Regions from separate parts of the Ctenopharyngodon idella genome. Here region 1 is linked to region 2. The links are chromatin contacts, called in public Hi-C maps. All regions are on one chromosome and are shown on one strand. The core of a region is the stretch at or near the end of the contact, and the rest is flanking DNA. Distances in the headings are between cores, read along the strand shown. Region 1 holds the start of prpf6 (PRP6 pre-mRNA processing factor 6 homolog (S. cerevisiae)). Region 2 holds the start of znf512b (zinc finger protein 512B).

Evidence for each region. A called contact is a pair of places that touch in the nucleus more often than the background predicts.
Region 1: a contact with region 2 is called in a Hi-C map of muscle, with 4 times the contacts expected there. The contact joins the promoter of prpf6 here to the promoter of znf512b in region 2. A contact is called at or near these places in 2 of 2 Hi-C or Micro-C datasets (both in muscle).

Annotation. Positions count from the first base shown.
Region 1 is chr22:27,899,197-27,904,274 of HZGC01, forward strand. prpf6 (PRP6 pre-mRNA processing factor 6 homolog (S. cerevisiae)) reads left to right here and starts at 2,216. Exons shown (of 21, transcript XM_051879525.1): 1 at 2,216-2,459; 2 at 2,708-2,870; 3 at 3,026-3,144; 4 at 3,228-3,306; 5 at 4,948-5,078. The coding sequence starts at 2,269.
Region 2 is chr22:27,748,982-27,754,638 of HZGC01, forward strand. znf512b (zinc finger protein 512B) reads right to left here and starts at 4,182. Exons shown (of 17, transcript XM_051879677.1): 1 at 3,889-4,182.

The DNA.
Region 1 (5,078 bases), core at 966-3,465, 150 kb after region 2:
CCATATGTCTTTTTTAAAACTTCAGTGGCCCAACCAGACATTAGTGGGCGGAGCTAGTGTAAATAGCGTTTGCCAACAAGGGACACTATTTGCAATTAGTGTAAATAGACACTCCGAAAAAGGACGAAGAATTGTCAGTTTTAATTTCATGGTGACTTAAAAGAACTATTTAAAGGTTCACCCAAAAATGAAAATTCTGTCATTAATTACTTACCCTCATGTCTTTCCAAACGCATAAGTCTTTCTTTCATCTTTGAAATGCAAATGAAGATATTTTAATAAAATCAGAGAGATTTCTGTCCCCCCATTGACAGCTACGCAACTACCACTTTGACACTTCAAAAAGTTAATAAAGAGATTGTAAAATTAACCCATATGTATTGAGCAGTTTAGTCAAGATAGCATTATATGATGCACAGATTTAATTTAGGCTTTTATTCATATATAAACATTGACCAGCGAAAATAAACAGAAGCTCAACCGAACCTGCTTGACGGGCGAGAACAAACCTCCGAAAACCTTCAAAACTCTGAAGATGAACAAAAGTTTTACGGGTTTGGAGCGACATGAGGGTGAGTAATTAATGACAGAATTTAGAATTGCAGGTTTCCAAACACCCCCTTGTCTTGCATTGGTCAGAACGATAGAAAACCCCACCCCAAACTCATACCATTGGTTGAGCCAACGTTGCTGCAATAGGCAGGAATGGAGCCACAGTATTTACTTTCAGGGGAATTGGCCTACAAATGATTTACTTTTAATTGTCTCTGCATATTAAGCTGTAATAGAAGTAAGTATTATAACACTAAAATACAAATTCTTCACCTTTAAAGGAACACTCCACTTTTTTTGAAAATAGGCTCATTTTCCAACTCCCCTAGAGGTAAACAGTTGAGTTTTACCGTTTTCGAATCCATTCAGCCGATCTCCGGGTCTGGCGGTACCACTTTTAGCATAGCTTAGCATAGTTCATTGAATCTGATTAGACCGTTAGCATCTCGTTAAAAAATGACCAAAGAGTTTCAATATTTTTCCTATTTAAAACTTGACTCTTCTGTAGTTACATCGTGTACTAAGAACTATACTCTCATTCCGGCGTAATAAAAAAGGAACTTTGCTGCCGTACCATGGCTGCAGCAGGCGCAATGATATTACGCAGTGCCTGTGACCCCCTGCTTGCACAGGGAGCGTGCCTTGCAACCATGGAGACATTTGTGAGAAACACTGCGTAATATCATTGTGCCTGCTGCAGCCATGGTACGGCAGCAAAGTTCCTTGATCATTACGCCGGAATGACAGTATAATTCCTAGTCATATTGGCCTAGAAAATCGCAACTTTTAATTTTCCGTCGGTCTTAGTACACAATGTAACTACAGAAGAGTCAAGTTTTAAATAGGAAAAATATTGAAACTCTTTGGTCATTTTTAACGAGATGCTAACGGTCTAATCAGATTCAATGAACTATGCTAAGCTATGCTAAAAGTGGTATCGCCAGACCCGGAGATCGGCTGAATGGATTCGAAAACGGTAAACCTCAACTGTTTAACTCTAGGGGAGTTGGAAAATGAGCCTATTTTCAAAAAAAAGTGGAGTGTTCCATTAAGTGCTGTCCTGAAATACTTGTCACCATAGAAATCAAGCCTCTGCTGCCCTCTGTAGATGACATTCACTGATGATCTCATTAGTATACATTCTCTGACATTAAACATTAATTTCAAATGACACAAAACTTTATTAATATAGTTGTATAATTTCAACCCAAAAGGTCTCATTTTTCTGTTGAAAGAACTCTCAATCAAACTATGGACGTGTAATATCAGGATAGCTAATTTAATCATAATAATTTAATTTGAAACCAACCCTAAAGGATCGTAGCATCAAATAAAACTTCAAATCAAATTCAACAAACCTATATGAATTTCAATTTATCTTTTCAATGGTGATTATTTGATCATATAACTACGATATAAATTATAAATCAGGTACATGCTTTAAGATGAAAGGGAAGGTTGAGGTCTACTAACGCACATAATATGTTTAGATTTTTTTTCGTCTCATATCAACTTCTTTCAGTTATTTTGAAAAAGTACTGTAATAATTATAAAAACAACAACAACAAAAAAAACAGGTGAATTTAGGTCAAGCTACTTCACACCGCCCGTCCTATGGCGGCGATATAGCGACACATTTTAAAAGCAGACTTTAATGTCACAGGAAGCGCGACTGTTGTTGTTCCGGAAGTGAAGCGTGTTGTCGGCAGCGCAACGATGGCGAGCGCTACAGCGAAGCAACCCGCGAAAACTGCAAACAAAACCCAGTCCGGAGGTACCGGCGGGGCCGCAAATGGAGCTCCGGCAATGCCGCTTGCGTCTCCGCTCATGGGGGGCTTGAATAAGAAGAAGAAGCCGTTTCTCGGCATGCCTGCGCCGCTGGGTTACGTGCCCGGTCTGGGCAGAGGGTGAGAGACCAACACAAATAATAACGACAGTCTAAACTCAACGCACTCACATATATGACTTAATAACATGACTTGATTTTTATTTTAGACCCCTATATAATGTTATGAACGTTGTGCTGTGCTGTCTTGTGTATTGTGATGTTTCGTTGATGTGTAATGTTTATTTATTTAGAGATACATATGATAATTTGGCTTTATTAATTTACCCCAGTTTGAAAACAGCTGTTGTAATGTATTGTGTTCTGCAGTGCCACGGGTTTCACAACGCGGTCTGATATTGGTCCCGCTCGTGATGCCAATGACCCGGTGGACGATAGGCACGCACCCCCTGGGAAGAGGACGGTGGGCGATCAGATGAAGAAGAACCAGGACGATGATGATGAGGATCTCAACGACACTAACTATGATGAGGTACATCATTCTGAAAGGAGCCAGGTTGACTTGATGTGCAATATGTGATTGCATGCAAAAATACAACTTAATGCTCAAAATTATGCTTGCTTGTTTTTTATTAGTGGCTTTGTCAGATCTAAAATAAAGTAAATGTGATCTTCTGTATCCTCTAGTTCAACGGCTATGCAGGCAGTCTGTTCTCCAGTGGGCCGTATGAGAAAGACGATGAGGAGGCAGATGCCATCTACGCCGCACTGGATAAACGGATGGATGAGAGACGCAAAGAAAGACGGTGAGTGTGGACTTTCTTCTATCATCAACGCTTGTTTGTTTTTATGTAGCATATCTTGGCTGAGTTTATTGTTGTGTCTGCAGGGAGCTGCGAGAGAAAGAGGAGATCGAGAAATACCGTATGGAGCGGCCCAAGATTCAGCAACAGTTCTCAGATCTGAAGGTTTGTGTGGAACTTGGTGAATATTGACCTGCTGAATTATGATTTGTTAAAATGTTCCCCTGCCTGCTTTAACCTACAACTAATCTTTAAAGTGCCCCTATTGTGCTTTTTCCAATATTACCTTTCATGTAGTGCGTAATGTAGCTGTTTGTGAATGTAAAAGGTTTCAAAGATCAAAGTGCACAGCATATAAACTTATTGTCTTCTAAAAGAAAGAACCGAATCTGAACTGCCTGAAACAAGTAAGCAGTAATTCCAGTCTCACTTCCTGTAACAAACCCATGTAGGTTTGTAACTAATTTGCATAATGCCAGTCTATGGTCTTCATTGGCTGCCCGTGAACAAAGTCTACTTTGATCCTCGATCACTGTAGTTATTGCTGAGGCCTGGAAGAGCTTGGTTCGTGTTGTCGACATGTTGAGAAGACACTGTTTTCAGTGCTGCAAAAGCAAATCCACTTTGCACTTCCAAAGGATCAGGAATCGCTTTCTAATGGATACAGTAAAACCGACATCATCGATGCTGTTCATATCACTGTGTATTAAGTGCTGAGGAAGATCTGGAGCTGAAATCCACATATGGTAATTAGGGTTTGGTTACCAACAGGCGCTGTAAGCGTTAGACTAATAACAACAGATTGGTTCATCTGACCAATCAGAGCACAGTAGACCAATCACAACAGACTGGGTTGTCTGACCAATCAGAGCACAGTAGACCAGTCACAACAGACTGGGCCATCTGACCAATCAGAGCAGAGTAGAACAATTTACAACAGACTGAGCCATCTGACCAATCAGAGCAGAGGAAGCTCTCAGAAAGGAGTGTTTTAGAGAGACCAAATCCTTTATCGAACCGTTTCAGTGTTTTTTGACCTTTGATGCATGAAAACCGATTGTAGGAGACCTCCAAAACTAAATTAACGAAATTAAGAGCCTTTAAAATAGCAGAATAGGGGCACTTTAACCGTTTTAGTTTAAACTGTGTCAGAATTTTAAATGAAGTATTGTTAATATTGAATAGTTTCATTTTACTAAATAATAGGCTAATACTAATAAAAAATATCACACCACGTTTGTGGTTTATAATTTCCTTAGCATGTATTTATTCTCATATGCATTACTGTTCAATAGGTTGGAGTCAATAAGGTTTTTTTAAAGAAAATAATACTTTTAATTAGCAAGAAAGCATTAAATTGATCAAAAGTAAAGACATTTGAAATGTATTTAAAAAAACAAACAAAACAAAAAAAACTGTTCTTTTGAGCTTTCTATTCATCAAAGAATCCTGTAAAAAAGCACAAAGCAGCTGAATGAATTAGCACAACTGTTTTCAACACTGATAATAATAAGTAAGGCATCTTGAGCATCAAATCAGCATATTATAATGATTTCTGAAGGACTATGTGACACTGAACTGGAGTAATGATGCTAAAAATTCAGCTTTGATCACAGGAATAAATTACATTTAAAATGTATTCAAATACAAAACAGTTATTTTAAATGTAATATTTCTCTGTTTTTAATGTATCTTGTTGAACATAAGATACTTCTTTCAAAAACATTAAAAAAATCTTTTTAATTGACTTTTGAATCACAGTGTAGCTGTCAACAATAACCCTGTTGCATTATCTGTGTCTTCCAGAGGAAGCTGGCTGAGGTCACAGAGGATGAGTGGTTGAGTATTCCTGAGGTGGGTGATGCCAGGAACAAACGTCAGAGGAATCCCCGCTACGAGAAGCTCACGCCTGTGCCGGACAGCTTCTTTGCCAAGCA
Region 2 (5,657 bases), core at 2,932-5,431:
CTGTCCATCCATCCAACCATCCATCCATCCATCCATCCATCCATCCGTCTGTCCATCCATCCAACCATCCATCCAACCGTCTGTCTATCTATCCATCCATCCGTCTGCCTGTCTGTCCATCCATCCATCCATCCATCCATCCGTCTGCCTGTCCATCTATCTGTTGATCTATCCATCCGTCTGTCTATCCATCCATCATTCGTCTGCCTGTTCATCCATCCATCCATCCATCCATCCGTCCGTCCGTCCGTCTATCTGTCTATCCATCCATCTGTCTGTCTGTCCGTTTATCTGTCTATCCATACATCTGTCCGTCCGTCCATCCATCCATCCGTCCATCCATACATCTGTCCGTCCGTCCATCCATCCGTCCATCCATCCATCCATCCATCTGTCTGTCCGTCTATCCATCTACCATCCATCTATCTGTCTGTCTATCTATCCATCCATCCGTCTGTCTGTCCATCTATCTGTCGATCCATCCATCCATCCATCTGTCTATCCATCCATCATCCGTCTGCCTGTCCATCCATCCATCATCCATCATCCATCATCCATCCATCCATCCATCATCCATCCATCCATCCGTCCGTCTGTCTGTCCGTCTATCTGTCTATCCATACATCTGTCTGTCCGTCCGTCCATCCATCCGTCCAACCATCCATCCATCTGTCCGTCTATCCGTCTACCATCCATCTGTCTGTCTATCTATTTATCCGTCCGTCCGTCCATCCATCCATCCGTCTGTCTGTCCGTCTATCCATCTACCATCCATCTATCTGTCCATCTATCTATCTATCTATCTATCTATCTATCTATCTATCTATCTATCTATCTATCCGTCCGTCTATCTATCCGTCTATCTATCTGCCCGTCCGTCTATCTATCTATCCATCTGTCCATCTATCTATCTATCATCCATCTGTCCATCTATCTATCTATCCATCCATCTATCTATCCATCTATCTATCCGTCCGTCTATCTATCCGTCTATCTATCTGCCCGTCCGTCTATCTATCCATCTGTCCATCTATCTATCTATCCATCCATCTGTCTGTCTATCTATCTATCTATCTATCTATCTCTCCATCGTCCGTCCGTCTATCTATCTATCCATCCATCAGTCTATTCATCTGTCTGTCCATCCTGTTCATCCATCCATCCATCCATCTATCTATCTATCCGTCCGTCTGTCCGTCCGCCCGTCTATCTATCTATCCATCATCCATCCGTCCATCTATCTGTCTGTCCATCATCTATCTAGTTTTTGTGTTTTTCCTATTTAGCACACATACATACATACATACACACATATATATAAATAAAACCAAATGAATCGAGTTCAGTCTCTGGCTGAATATATTTTTCTTTTCACAGTCACTAATCCAGAAGGGAAATGGCCAGTTCACTGCAATGAATGAAGCCTGACAATGACTAATTAAAATAAACAGCGCACTGATTAGAATGTGATCATACTTTCTTATTAACTTAAATCAATGTCATTTCAGTTCTTCATTAGGTTTGGCCTAATGGGTCACTAATTTGTGTCTTTTTAAACTTCCATTAATTTAGTGTTCTATTATTTGCTGAACAGTGGCCGGGCATATGGCTGCATGATTTATCATGTGTCAAAAGAGATTTTATGAACATTACAGATAAATGTTTCATCTAATGCATGCCGTGGGAATGTTTCGCTGTCAGAGGCACTAATACATTTCCGGTGAACGCTAATTGAGAGGTTTACTTTTGCCATTAAAGCGTGATCATTACAAACTTCCATACGATTAAAAGTCGAAATGCTACATGAACTGAAACACACATATACAGTATGTTTGAAAGACAAGAAATCACACTCTAATCATCACAGGATATGCTATAGAACGTGACAACCCTTCCACATTCAAATGCCAACCAAAACAACAGGTACTGCACACAAAGCAGCAAAGCAGCCCGCATCCTGTATCACCATATCAAAGAATGGCCCTCCCATCACCTAACCCACATAGAAGAACGATGGATCTTCAAGTGCTGAAGATCATTAGACCAAATTATTTATGGCCCAGAGACTGAAGCTCATTTGTGAGCCAGAAGTTTATTCCAGAAAGGAAAAGAGCAATAAGGTAATAGGAAAAGCAGCTGGTAGGACTAAGTGCTATGGTATTTGGGGAATTTATCACACACTTTAGAAAGGCTGTGAATGGACTTGTGCCTACACAATCAGAGAAACACACATGGCTTATTCCTGCAGTGCCAATCAAAATGTAAGTTTTGAAGAATAAATATGCTCAAGTTGTAATTGAATCAAGTATTTCTATAACAAAAAAATCCAGACTTTCTGAAATGCTCTGGTCAGGCTCAAGCACTTCAATGTTATTAATTACAACTTCATTATTTACACAATGGCAGGAAATGTAAGAGTGATTACTCAACAGAATGGAAATAAAGAGCTGCTGAAGTTAATCATTGCTTACTGAGAAACTGAGTTAGCTTACATGATGATGCCAACTTGAAGTTCATTTTGATATTAAAAAAAAAAAATTATATATATATATATATATATATATTACTTCTGAAATATTAATATTATAAGCGTTATATTTTCTGTCATTTTAACAGGATGAGATGTTTTAGAGTGGCAAAAACCAACTAATACCACAAAACATCACACAGTTCCTTGCTAATATTTATACATTTACAAATAGATGTTTTGTTGTTTTCCCATGAAAAATGATGTCACTTTCTGGAGAATGATGTCATTAAAGAGCTGGATTTGTTTATTTTCAGTTGGTTTTGGTTTTTTACACACCATTAACATGATGGAAAGTGATATTGAGGGCACAGAAAAACATCTATATTGACTGTCGATTAAAACAATATTCCCAACAACAAAAACACCTGCGATATTTAATTGTCTTTCATTTTCAACCCATGGGAAACTAATCTGTTTTTCATATTTAAGACCTGTTTTGTCTGAAAACTTATTATTTGACCCAATATACTACATGACAGGGACATGAAAATGTAGGCCTACTTCAACATAGTAAGAATGACCCACATAAGTCTTTCTAAGTGCTCAAACTGTGTTTGAGTGTTTATATTAGGTCTGACAGTTCATACATAAACATCACAACACATTTTTCTTGTATATTTCATTCCCCCCAAAAGCTTCAACACCTTGTAACACACTAAACCATGCTACTTTGCAAAGGAAATGCGAGCTTGTGCATTTATAGGCAGTATTGACAGATAATCGACTTCTCGAAGACCACACCTACCTGGAAAGCCACCCAACACTAGCGGGTGAGCGGGTGAGAGCGGGTCACCCACGTGGGGTCAGGCTGTAGCCTTTACTCTCGCGTCGCGCCGCTTGACTTTACATGGCAAACACACCTGGCGCGCGTGGGGTCGCGGACAGACGGGCGTTACGGTCGGTAGCCACACTCACAGCCCCCGCTGTGCGTATCCGCGGAGGGAGATGATGAAGAAGGAGGAGGAAGAAAAAAAAAGAGCAAGCTGATGCAAATGCCCACAAGCTGAACACTTTCACCGTGTTTCCAGACTGCACTCGGCGCCCCTCTTCATTAATATGTAATCCACGAGCTCTCTCGTTAAATTCCAAATCAAAAGCACGCGCACAAATACGCGGAAACGCCGCCAAAAATATGAAAATACAAGAAGCTTTCATAGGCAGTGAAGCAAAATGGCGACTTTAATACGAAGGAGGAGTAAAAAAAAAAAAAAAAACCCTCGCGCTGTTGCTAAAGGAGGCACGGGGATATGTTTAGTGCAGTAATCGAGGGTGGAAGAAGTGAACGCGACGGAAAGAAAGCGGAGGGGAAGGCACAGCGTCGCGCAGTTTCGCCGCAGCCCCTCGATTCCTGTCCTTACCTCGGGATTATGCCGTGTATTTGTTTGATAGGGATATTATCTCCGCGACCGTGTACAGTAACAGTATGGGTGCTGGGTCACGCGCGTATCCGCTGCTGCTGCCTTTGACAGTTGTGACTACAGTCGGCAGGCAACTTGCAAACTCTCGCGTTATTATTTATGATCACTCATTTTGATATCAGGCCAATCATTTTGGTATTTCTGCATAATAAAGCCCCTGCCTGAATGGAAGCGTTTGATGCGGCTCGACGTCATGCCGCTCAGTTATGACGAAAAGGCTTCGGCTACAATGTTGTAGCTTTATAGCGTGCACATAATTTGATAATGTTCCAAACGTTATGACGTAGTCTATGCGATTCTGAGTTTGGAGAAAAGATTACGTAGTTTTTAAGTCAGTAATATGAGAATATTCATACCATTATGACGCCGTCTGCGTTGGATAAAATATTTGGACTGGTTTTAACCATACTTTTGTTTCATACGGATTTTCCCATAGCGTTAAAAATGTGTTTTCATAAACAGTAATTATCAGAATTTTTGCCGTCCAAAAGACAAATGTAAATCACCTTAGAATGTTCTTAACATGACGTCGCATCTTTGAAAATATATATTGTTTGTGTCTGTACTTGCCATAATAAAACATATTTAATTTTTGTCTACACAAATTAAATTGAACTTTTGCATGCGGAATTTTGAACATTTTAATATTTTAATTCAATTGATCAACTAATAACAAAATATGACTTTTATCAAATTCTAGTTTATTTAGGCTACTCAATATTTATATTTTCTAAATAATTAGCAACTGAGGTCTCACTTTCCACACCTACGTCACGGGCTCTTTAAAAAGGCTTAATAGAGACTTTGACCCATCTTTTTTTCTCTTCACACTATGACGTAATGTAACTAACCACCATTACTGGGTCCACCAGGAGGGGGAGGCAAATGAATACTTTTCTGAGGCTGAGACTCCCGAATGTGGAAAAAGTGATACCCCAAAACGAATTCTTATTTTATACTGGCTGTAAATGGAATTGTCCAAATGTAACCTCAAGCCCTCAAAAACAAAACAACAAAAAGCACCCGAAAGTCCAACTTTAGCAGACAAGCTCTTGGATAGCATGCTAACATGCTCTGTTTGGTTATCTATTTTACAGCATTAGTTAACTAATTCTAATTTACCAAAAAGGGGTTTTCCATTATTACCTTCTCACTTCGTCTCTCATATACGTTTTATTCTCATAAGTGTCCACTAGTCAGCAGTATAGTGCAGGATTATTTGACAGTATATGATGAGTTTATGACAGATGATAACAGGCGATGAGCACTCAACACGTCTGTGGGCTGTACAGGCCTGTCCCTCAAACCATCAATCACATGACTTTAATAATGCACATGAAATATAAATATAAATCCTGTAGGCTTTTGTATGTTATTAATACATCAGTCATTTCTGCACAATTCACCATAGCAGTATAGAGATAGTCAGCTACAGAAAATCATATGTAAACGTTCAGCAAAGCCTTGAATTATATCTACCAGAGGCCATAAATGGCACATGAACCTCGTGTTAGTGACTGGTGAGGGCCGACCTACTCTGAAATGGACAGAGCTACAAAGTACTCTTACATAATGGACAGTTCGTGTCATTTGGACACATTCCCATAACCCTGTGGTAATACTGTATGTTAGTCCAGCTGTATTTTAGGCCATGAAATTAAGTAAAGCAAGCTGTGTGAAAATCTGCTCCAGTACAGAGTAACTCCTCA